3 separate regions of the Mus musculus genome follow, and all the other regions are linked to region 1. Evidence: chromatin contacts called from public Hi-C and targeted proximity ligation data. All regions are on one chromosome and are shown on one strand. The core of a region is the stretch at or near the end of the contact, and the rest is flanking DNA. Distances in the headings are between cores, read along the strand shown.

Region 1 (3,815 bases), core at 242-2,741:
TAGCCACTGAAAATTAAAAGCTTCACTTGCAGACAGGAGAAAAGCCCCTGCAGAGGCTGAACGTTTAGCCAGGCTCCAGACTTCTCTACTGTATAGTTTTAATACTAGAACACAAGAAAGCTGTCTTACGAAGTTCTAAGGAAAAGAAAGTATGACTTGGTGAGATCATACCGAGCCAGGGGGAGTGCTTCAAATTCAAAATGTATATTTTAATAAATGAAAGAATCAGCAAGCACAGTGCCAATATCCAGTAATCGGAAATCAGTAGCCAGCTAATTTACAAAGAATGCAAAAGAAAACTCAGGAGCGTACACACAAAAACAAGACTAAGTACTAAGTCAAATTCAGTGAGTGTCAAGCTAATACTAGACAGAAATGGGAATGAAGGCTGTAGACAGAATGCAGTGGTCAAATCTGTGACAGCAAATATACAGTGATAGTCAACACATGTATGTGCATCTGCGTGTGTAAACACACAGACATACAGAAGCTAGCATAACAAAACCAGAGATCTGGAGAAGGAGAAAGACAAATGCGTATTGAAATGCCATATTCCTGTAAGATAAAGGCGACTGACATCGACTTATAAAATCCGCTGAAGGAGGGGGGTGAGAGGGAGTAGGAGAGGGGGAAGATGGTGGATGTGATAGAAATACACTGTGTGTGTGATGTGTGTGAAAATGTCATAATGAAGTCATAAGATATGCTAACAAAATGCTTTTATAAGCTCCGGTGCCAATGTTTCTCACAATTACCTTTTTAAGCATAAATAATCTTTCTCTTGTAGATTAAAAAAATAATATTCTGAAGTTCAATTGTTCCTTTTTTCTGTATTTCTATTTTTCTTCTAAAACAATCCCATAGAACAGGATGCTTTTAAAAAAAAAAAACACAAAATCACTGCCATTCAATCTACCTTGCTTCAAATAGAATGTGTTTATAAGGAAGTGTTTGGACAAGCTGGGTGTAGTGGTGCATGCCTGTAATCTTAGCATTTGGGAGGCTGAGGTAGGAGGATCTTGAATTCAAGAATAGCATGGATACATAGCAAATTTGAAGCCAGTCTGTATTCCAAACTAAGACTATATTAAATGAATGAATGAATGAATGAATGAATGAATAAATAAATAAATAAGAGTTAAAATAATATTAATTGTAAACTATTTCTGGGTGTCATATTCTGAGTAAATATTTTTAAGCCCTGACCTTTGTGCTACTCTTCGTTACGTGCACTCTCCATAAAAACCATTATTTTTTTTCACTAAAACAACAAAAAGGATTTTTCTTTAAAAGAGAAAAATACCTGGAAATATTTGGGATAAGATGTTAACCACGGGAAATCAGAATGGGGCAAGTATTCATGGTTATTGTTTACAGTCTTCTAACCAACTTTGTTTCATTTCAATTTGTTTTATTCTTTGCTTTGTTTTGTTGAGACAGCGCCTCGCTGTTCAGCTCTGGCTGCTCTGACTCACTTTCTAGACCGTTTGGACCTTGATGTCAGATCTGCCTTCCTCTACCTCCTGAATGCTAATATTCTAAGCATGCCCCTCCATACATACCTGGTGTGTGTGTGTGTGTGTGTGTGTGTGTGTGTGTGTGTGTGTGAGAGAGAGAGAGAGAGAGAGAGAGAGAGAGAGAGAGAGAGAGAGAGAGAGAGAGAGAGAGAGATTAAAGATGTAGCTCATCGGCAGAGGATTTGCCCAGGGTGTAGGAGATCTTTGTTCAAGCGCCAGTATCATACAAGGGATAAAAAGAAAAACAACCTGAACACCCCCAAGTTAATTTCCATCTCCAGCATTTGTTCAGGAGAAGATGACTAGCCCCACGGACCCGCACTTGGGCAGGCATACTTCACGAAGTGCTGCACAGAGCATCACCATTTTAATTTTGCTTTTGGTTTCAGGGTCCCGACACAACTTTCTGATCATAAATTGACTTCGTGTGCAGTTTCCCTACAGGGAGAAGACGAACAGATGTTAAGCATGCAGGGGCGAGACCCCGTTTGTCTTGTTCACTGCTATCGCCACAGCATCCGGTACTCAGCAGACGTACTGTGATTCTTTAACTAGAGACTGAACCTTAACACCAATCAGTAAACTGCCATACTGGGTAACTGACTGGGCCCTGGGAACCTGGTACTCCAGCCCCATCCCCCCTCTCTGAAAGATTGACCCTCTCTGTTTGGTGACAGGATTATGACTCACAGTTTACAAAGCTGCCAGCCCAGGAACTTTCCTGACACAGCCAAGGTCACGTCCCCCTGGAGCAGGGATTGCTCTGAAAGCTGAAAAGCCTCTGAAGGTTTTCTTTTTGTCTCATTTCTCAAACTGCTGGGCAGGGCACCAACTGCCAGGGTTACTTTGTGTGTACTTGTTTATATAAGATAGGATAATTTATTTTTTTTTAATTTAGCTTCTCTTTACTACCATTTCTGCCTTAGATAAGATTTTTAAAAAAGATATTTTTAGAATGCTTTTCTTGATTTTTAGTATATTTGAATCTCGTAGAGTAGGTAAGTTTTAATTTTGCTATTTCAGAGTCAAAATTGAGAATTATGAGAAGACTCCAGCAAGGTGTTTTGTTTTTATTTTTATTTAATTTTATTTTTTTAATTTGGAAGTTGGGAAAGTGAGTGTGGGCTGAAAAGGGAGAGAGAGAGAGAGAGAGAGAGAGAGAGAGAGAGAGAGAGAGAGAGAACATGACAGCTATTTGAGTTAATGTTGTAGGAGTGGCATTGTCTGAAAAAAGAGTATAAGCTTCGTGTTTTCAGGTAGCGGCTACCACACACAATGAGTCTCCGAGGGCAGAAGGATACAGGGTGTGTGTGGCTTGGAGTCTAAGCAATGAAGTTTAAAGTAGGATTAAAGATCAGATGAGGAACCACTAAAAAGATCTCCTTGGGTCCCCTGGCTGGGGAGAGTGTCCATCAGATGCCAGTATTGGGCCTATCAGAGCCTGTGGCAATGGCACTGGCCACCAACTACCTAGAACCAGGCTCCATCCATCCATCATCTGGTACCAGGTACACTAAGGATTCTTACATTTGTTATTTTGTAGCAATCCACAGAGCCCTGATAATGCTAACCAGGTTGAACTTGCCCAGAAAAACCATCTTCTTACAGTATTGCTGAAAATCATTTCCAGGATAAGGACACACCTGTATGTGTGGCCAAGAGCAGAAGAGATGTGTTACATGGATCGTTTGTGGTTGCTTTTTCCTCTCTAGGTTTGCAAAGAGGCCCCTTGGTATTGCAAAATTTATATGCCCCAATACAGTGGAATGCCAGGGCCAAGAAGCAGGAGTGGGTGGGTAGGGGAGCAGGGCAGAGGGAGAGTATAGGGAACTTTCGGGATAGCATTTGAAATGTATATAAAGAAAATATCTAATAAAAATAAATAAATAAAATTTTAAAAATGTCAATGGTAACATCCTGGGCCACTCCTGTGCCGCCCAGCTGGCCAGGACCATACCTGAGTCCTGCTAAAGTTCATAGTAAGACAGCAGGAGAAGTCAGCCAAGAGGGCAGAGATGAACTCCAAGGCTGAACAGGCCAGAGTAAAGGACAGAAAACTAAGGAGCATGCCAACATGTCCCACGTTGATGATGTCGCTTCTCAGGTGCACACAGCTGTGACCATGCACAGAGTGACGCAGAGTCCAGCACAAGTCACTAAAGCTCTCTATGAGGCTCTGAGTGCCCTGGATCTACAGAAGGTGTCTGCAGCGATGCACAGCAGACAGGACAGAATCTGGAAACGCACACATCAGTGCTGGAGATTCTGTGAACTTGGCCACCATGACTGACCATCCCT
Region 2 (3,925 bases), core at 236-2,735, 330 kb before region 1:
AAAAAAAAAAAGCTCGGTGGCCAATTGCTGGGCAGAAGGTAAAGGCAGGACTTCCAGGTCCCAGGAGGAAAAGGCAGACACAAGGAAGGAAAGAGGGGTTTTCTACCATTCTTTGGAGGAACAAGAATGCAAAAGCCATGTAAGGTCTGGGGTGGAGAGAGCTAGGGCCTCCACTACAGGCAGGTGACCAGGGATGTTTGGCAGGGGCTAGGTGAGACTAGCCACTGAAGTTTAGGGAAGGTGGAGAGACAGAGATAATAATTTTTCCAGGCAGGAGAGAGTAATGCCCAACAGTGCTTTCTCTCCAGCTGCATGGTTCTAGTGAGCCCATGCAAATACTGCAGCACCATTTCTAGTAGGGGAGGTTCCAGAAGCATTACCGCCCCTCACTTTCGCTGTCAAACCCATGGCTGAACTCAAGTCAAAGGACAGAGCAATGACAAGTAAGCTCGTGCTTGTTTTTACCCAGGTTTTCTAGAACACAGGACTTCAGTGGAAGTAGTGGAGACATTGTGCCTTCCAGACAGGAATGCAGCAGAAGGGAATCTTCATTATCTAGTGCATCTGGTGTGGAGTTGTTTCTTTGCTCTTTGACCAGCCCAACTTTTTTAACCATGGGCTATAATGAAACACACACACACACACACACACACACACACACACACACACACACACACAGACAGAGAGAGAGAGAGAGAGAGAGAGAGAGAGAGAGACCCAGGCTAGCCCATGAGTTTCTAGGAAGTGTTACTCTATAGTGATTAAGAGTCCAGTCTCTAGCCCTTAAATGGTGATGCATACCAGTAATTCCACCATCAGCAAACTGGTCCAGCCTGAGCTACATGGTGAGTTAGTGGTCTACCTGAGCGAAATAGTGAGACTCCATTTCAACAACAAAATCAAACAAACCAATTTAGACACTAATCTCTGGAGTAAAATAGTTTGGTGGAAGTCATTCTTTTGAGTCTCAGTATTCTCCTCAGAAGAGAAATGGCCATAGAGGACCTTCATGGTGTCCAGATTGGTTTATTTAGTACATGGTATCATTTTAGGAGACTTTCCTGCAAAGAGAAGACTTTCTGTTGCTCAGGTCTTGGAAGCACAGCACACTGTATCCTGCTTCCTCTGTTTACTCCTAGGACATGCTCCCTAAACCCCTTTCCTTTGCTTTGATTTGCTGTCTGGCAGGCACAGTCCTCCTGGTTCTGGGTCAGTAGAGAGGCTTGGTTCTTTGCCAGCCCGAGAGGAAGATCCCCCAAGAGCGCTATGTCAGAGGCGCTAATGAATCTCTGCTTAACTGTGACTGTGTGCTCCCCTGATAATCAGGACAGAAACACCTTGCAAAACAATTAGCTTTTCACAGCCATTAGCAATTTGCAGTCATTAGCACCAAAGAAACATAGCAAATAACACTCAAGAAGGAAATAGCACTGTGAGTCACAACAGGGCTTCTGAGTAGCCTGGGTGCCCAGCAGATCTGTGACTGAAAGGGGGTTTCCCATGCCAACCCACTTCAGCCAATGGCGCCCTTGCTTCCTCCTATCCTATCTGCGTAAAGGGCTCACAATTTGTTCCAGTGACGTGCACCTCTTTCATAGGAATCGTTCAGAGGATGTAGTGTATAATAAAGCAATTCTGAATTCCCTCAAAGACCAGGAAATTCAAACAAGACCTGGAGGAGTGCTGTGAAAAATGGAAATTTAAGTTGAGTGGAGCTCCTCTGAGATGCAATGATTTAGCAGCAAAGCTCGTCACAGCGGCATTGCTAAATACTAGAGCTGTGTATATCTTTCCCGATAGAGGCTGGTAAAATAATTGTGCAGTTCCCTTCCATGAAATACAAGGACCCCTTTACAAATAGAATGTTAGGACTACAAGTAGGCCACATTGGAAAAGGTTATAAAACATGAACAAATTCTTTCTTTTCTTTTCTTGGTAAAAAATGAAAAGAAAATAAATATCACACACTAAATATCAACCATGACAATCCGAGTACTACGAACAGGAATGCCTTTCAATTTTATTTTTATTTCTACTATATATTTATTTCTAATATGAATAATATTAATTCTATATAATTATATTTATAGATAATTACAAATTATAAATTTTATGTAATTATAAAATAAATTGCACACACACACACACACACACACACTGTGTGTGTGTGTGTGTGTGTGTGTGTGTGATGCTAAATGAATACTCATTTTGTGACAGGGCAAACCGTACAGTTTCCTCAATCTTGTCTTTTTGCTGAGACTATTTCAAGTTTATCTAGAATTTGATCTCCTTGATGAAGAATCCCATAGAAAAATTATCCAGTTCTATTCTAGGAATCTGAGGTCAAGATGTCCTAGCTAACAGCTTCTGTTAAACTGCTTGCTTACACACATATGCACACATTCTCCTACCTGCAGAGTCAGAGTGAAACACCAGGATGTGGCTTTTAACCTTGAAAAGCTCCTTGCTTTAAGTCCTCCAGGACTACACTTAGATCACAAACACCAGAAGCTTGTCCCAGCTGACTGAAATAAAGACTTTCATTTGGCTACAAACTGTGTCTGAGTGGTCCTCTCTGGCTGGCTCCCAGTAACACTTTAACCTATAGAGAAAGAAAAAGATACAAGAGCTGCCTCTGGCTCCATGGGTTCAACTTAACCAACAAACAATTTTAAGTGCTTTATTGAAGCACAACAAGTGTACAGAAAAGGGCCAAGGTCACAGTCTAATAACTGCTCACGGAGTGCATAAACCAAGATGCAGACGGAGTCCTGAGTACCACGTGGGCATGCTTGTGGGATCACACACTTGAGACTGTATGCACAGTGACCACAGGAGGTCAGCCCGGAGGCAGTTAGTGATGCAAGCTGATTAAACTGGAAGTGTATGATGTTGGAAGTTTTGGAGGAAAGGTGGTTAGGTTCCATCTTCAATGTGTACCAACTGAGCCACGGGTGCTAATCTCCCATTGAATCACATCTTTAAGTGGGGGAGTTTGGATTTATTCCTACACAGTAAGGCTGTGGCATCCATGCCACAAAGAGGAAAAAATACACCTGGAGCCACCAGCAGAAGGCAAGGTGTATAAGGATCTGAGCATACACAGAAGATATACAGGACACAGAAGGAGGATCACTTTCTGGAAGAAGCACAGGAAAACCAGTTTCCAGCAATCCCTGCTTTAGGCAGATGAGACTCAAAATCAAGAGCGCCAAGTTTGCTGTCCTTGGGCGCTTGCACTCTATGGGAACTGGGTTGCAGTCTTGAGGATGATTTTTTTTTTTCAATGGTATTAAGGACAGGAGCTCTGACCTTCAGAAGTCACAGTTAGAAGGAAGTGAAATGAGGCTTAATTTGTATTTGATTTGTATTTCTTTCTTTGTAGTGAAGCTTGGCTCTATTAGGTATCCTCCTACATTGAAAACTAAAATGTCCCTAAATCTTCACCAGTTACTAAACTGGATTTCTCCTTGAAGTGGCTGTTCTGAGTCAAGCCATAGTCTGGCAAGCAGGTGCTTCTGGACCATGTGGGATGAGTGTTGAGGACCAAGGGCAGTAATTACAAAAAGTAGCCTCCCCAAACAAATGTAGGCAAGGAAGGCCAAGTAGGGGAAGTTCTATGGATGGCATTTCGTCAAGGATGGATGTCTAAGAATTCTGGTTTTCTTAATTAACACAGTGGCACTGTCACACTCTGCTAACAGTACGGCTTGTAGATGCCTTTGTGTGGGGCATTCATCCTGTTCCGTACTGTGAGTTTTCAAGGACAGAGGCTTCATGGCTGCCCATCTCTCTTCCCTACTGCACTGAGAAGTGCCTGGTAGATGAAAGATGTTAAAGATATACCTGCTAAATGTATAAAGCACACGCCTGGGTTTCCTAGAACAACAACTTTAAATATTCTGCAATTGTATGCATGATTTGA
Region 3 (3,827 bases), core at 927-3,426, 390 kb before region 1:
ATCCAAAGTTCTCGAAAATCGAAAAACTTTTAATGGCCAGTATGATATTCAAGCAGTGTCAGATTTGATAGCATTTTGGATTTGGGCTTTCTCAGGATGCAGGTGATAAAAATCTAAGCAAATATTTCAAAATGTGAAAAATTTCAAAATCTGAAACACTTCTGGTTTCAAGCATTGTGGAGCAAGTATAATCTATACACTTGATATATATCCTTGCCAATAATAATAATAACAATAACAATAACTAATAATAATAGTTATTGGCACTCTGTCATTTCCTCAACAAAGGTTTGTCAAGCTCCTATATTACCTAGAGATGAAGCAGCTCTGGGGAGAGTAAAGGGCACTAGACACTGACCTCCAAGATCTTCTGGGACCCAGAGGACACCACAACAATACAGTGTGCGGAGTACCAGAGTGAAGGACACCAAGGTTACACAGCCGCAGGGGAGGGGCCAGGGAGGCTTGAGTCAGAGTGATGGCTTCTCAGAGGGCCAAGGGTAGCTTGCCTCTTTCACGGGAGAGGGTCTACTTTTTGATGTCAAAATTCTTTACAATAGGATAATCTCATTAATCCTCCTAACACCCTGAGATTGCAGGAAGAACACAGGTATTACTCTGCCTGGTAGAGAGATAGCCATGTGGGAATCCTATGACATAGAGCAGAAGCCCTGCTCACCACCATACAAGCACCTAACGAGATCCCAAGGCAAGACTATAATCCCTTCCCTGGCAGCTGCCGGATTTCATGGCTCAGCTGGGCTCAGAAGAGGAGAGGGGTTGCAATCATGTTACCCGTGGCATTTACATATCCTGGTCCAGAATGGACTGCGTTATTGTCACTGGTGAGGCTGGTGATATAATAAACAACCATAACAGCACTATGCTTGGGACAGTGTGCTGAAATATGCCTCTGAGTGCAGCATAGAGGCCCGGATTAGAAACAAAAAGCATCACAGTCTTTCAAGTTTTGAACAACAGTTAGACCCAACATGAAAGGACCCAGTCGAGGATAAACACAAGTGCTTGTCTCAATATGGAATTAATTAACATTAGATCGAAAAGGGTCCTGCTTTTGTCTTTGAGAAAAAAATAAAATAAAAAGCAACGCTGCTCCCCTTGGTGTTTCCTACACTGTCCTTAAGCCAGTTTGCTTTACTCTTTTTTTGAAACTACAGCTTGGTCATTATATCCCTGGTCGTCTTCCCCTTGAAGCATTTGCACACTGAAAACTCTACAGAAAGCTGTCTCAACTGTCCACCCCACTCTGTGCTAGACCCAGCTACTGTACTTCTGTGGCCATTGAGAAGGAAACAGTTCCCTCTCCTTCTACCTCTGAGAGCTGTTTAGCCAGCCACTCTCTGCTAGCCCCGCAAAGCAGTTCGGACAACATCTGTTCAAATCAGAGAGCAATTCAATAATTATCCAAAGCCCCAGGAAGACAGCAAGCATAGGACTCAGGGGCGCACACCGAGTCTGGCAGGAAAAATGTAGCTGTTTTGAAATTTTCTCCCTCTCCCCTTTATTAAGCCATGCACTGCTGGTGACCTACAATATCCAACAGAGCCCTGGGGCAGTTCTTTCAGGATGTGCAGAGTCCCTGAGCACAGAGCAGATCCCTTGGGGGTTGTAAACTCAGGAAGATATTCTTTTTCATCCCCCACCCAAGATGAGCAGTCAGGCCATTTAGACTTGCAAAAATGAGCGGAGAGTGATGCCGGTGCCCTGGCTGCCTGTGCCCAACGAGCCTGCTCTTTGAACCATGCCAGCACAGACAGTCCTCCTGGCGGCTGATGTGACTGCAATCAGAGTGGTAAATTCACACCGATTGTGCATGGGTGACTTGTTTCTCCTTTGACTCATTTGCATTTTCTTCCTCCCTTGCCCAGAGAAACAGATCCAGGAAAATCAGAACGGCCGCTTCTGTAAACGAACAGAAGCCAGACTCCTCTACCCATGCACCTGCCGGGGAACTTCATGGGAGGCCCCCGACCTCACCCCAGTTACCCATTATCTGCCACAGCAAGCATGTGGCCATCCTCCTGTCGGCAAGCCCCACACAGTCACCCTTGCTAGACACGCAAATGCCCAGCAAATGGCCTATTCAGAGCAGGTCTAGACGCCTGTACTGTCCCAGAAATCTCCGAGGTGGCCCAGCACAAAAGGATGCAAAAGACAATGGCTCAACAGCAGATGCCACACAATGTGGGTGGGGACACAGAGCATTCAGGGCTTCATGGTTTTTTGTGTCTTCCTCAAATGGCACCTCATCCTTCCCATGTCATTTTCAATTTCAGCCAATCCTGTTTTCATGACCCAGGGAGCCCAGTGATGGCATCTGGACTCATTTTCATTTGAGGTTTAAACCCTTTGATGAAGCGGGCCTCTTCTGTTGTTTGCATAGTGGCGACATGTGTGTACAGGGCTTGATAACATCTGCCCCATCTAGCCCTGTGACATAGAGATAGTTGTGTTTTATTTCCTGAGGAGTGTAGATTGCGGTATGTCTGTGAGCTGTAAAGTTTGCAGGGCTTTATTTAATATGGAGGAAGACACAGCTCCCCAGAGTTGCTGCTGACTTACAGTTTGAACACAAAGTGGGACTATATATATATATATATATATATATATATATATATATATATATAATATGTAACATGTAACATGTAATATGTAATATAATATATAATACATAATATATCAATATATTATATTAATATTATATGGAAATGGAAACCAGGTTGTTCAGAAGCCAAGGGATGTGTATCCACATCTCTTGCATCTCCACAGAAGAGGAAAACGCTGAGACCAATCAGGAGGAGCCCTCATGTGTGTGAGACAATCAGAGTGAAATGCAAGCCCTTCTGAAGGGAGCAATTAATTTAGCAAGGCCAAAGTCAAGTTGACATCAATGTCAGGACAGCTTTGCTCCTTTCATGAATATTGATAACAATAAAAATAACAAAAACTAACATTTGCTTCATGACAACCATATACGGGAGACTATTCTAAGAAGTTTCTAAATATCATCTTTGAGGCAGATGTCCCAGTGATCCTATTCTTGCATAAAAAGATCAAGCAGGGACACGGAGCTTAAGTAGATTCTTCCAGGACAGGAGAAAAGCCTGGGGGAGGGGGGCTGGGATGGAGCTCCCACTTAGCACAGGATCACACATCTTCAAGTCTAGGAAGAGTGACTCATTAACAGAAAAACAGCATACACAGAACTTTATTTCATTTCTCTTCCTGGTTATAAAAGTTGTTTCCCAGAAGCAAGCCCAAAGTTACCATGGCAATGCCCTGTCTTTGGGAGTTGGATATATTCTTACATGCTACCTTCCTTATGGAGTGACCCCTTCAAACCCTAAGTTCACTTACTGTATAAAAATGGTTACAGAATCTTCTCAGCTATGGCTCATTCTGAGAAGCAAACAGAAGGACAGAGGAGGGGAAGTAAGCCTGCTGTACGGTTTCCCATTTAAGAGTTGGGTCTTGCTCCACCCCACTACAATCACTTCCATAACATTGGCTAGAACTTAGTGAAAATACCTCAAGGGAGAGTGGGACATCCAAGTTTCAAGGAGAGTGCAGCGCAATTCTGAGTAAAATAAATTCTCATTTTCAGAAGAAGAGGAAACTAGATATTGGTGGGGAACCAACAGGATCTAATAAGATCCTTTTAGGCTTAGTTTTTTTTTTTTTTCCCAAAACCTACTGTATTTAGGATTCTTGAATGCTTGAACCTCTCTTCTAACCCACTGACCAGAAGTAGGGGGAAAAGAAGGTTAATAGGAAAAGGGTTTTGTGAACATGTTAGAAGTAATTCA

The links. A called contact is a pair of places that touch in the nucleus more often than the background predicts.
Region 2: a contact with region 1 is called in a targeted proximity ligation map of pancreatic cancer cells. A contact is called at or near these places in 2 of 130 datasets of targeted methods (cardiomyocytes and pancreatic cancer cells).
Region 3: a contact with region 1 is called in a Hi-C map of uterus, with 2.0 times the contacts expected there. A contact is called at or near these places in 2 of 484 Hi-C or Micro-C datasets (both in uterus) and 3 of 130 datasets of targeted methods (the NIH/3T3 cell line, differentiating embryonic stem cells and embryonic midbrain).

What each region holds. Positions count from the first base shown.
Region 1 is chr19:27,362,605-27,366,419 of GRCm38.p6, forward strand. It overlaps the pseudogene Gm50113. Among named protein-coding and RNA genes, the nearest start is that of Gm35554, 20 kb to the left of the region's middle.
Region 2 is chr19:27,030,011-27,033,935 of GRCm38.p6, forward strand. No RefSeq gene overlaps it. Among named protein-coding and RNA genes, the nearest start is that of Gm815, 150 kb to the left of the region's middle.
Region 3 is chr19:26,976,390-26,980,216 of GRCm38.p6, forward strand. No RefSeq gene overlaps it. Among named protein-coding and RNA genes, the nearest start is that of Gm815, 92 kb to the left of the region's middle.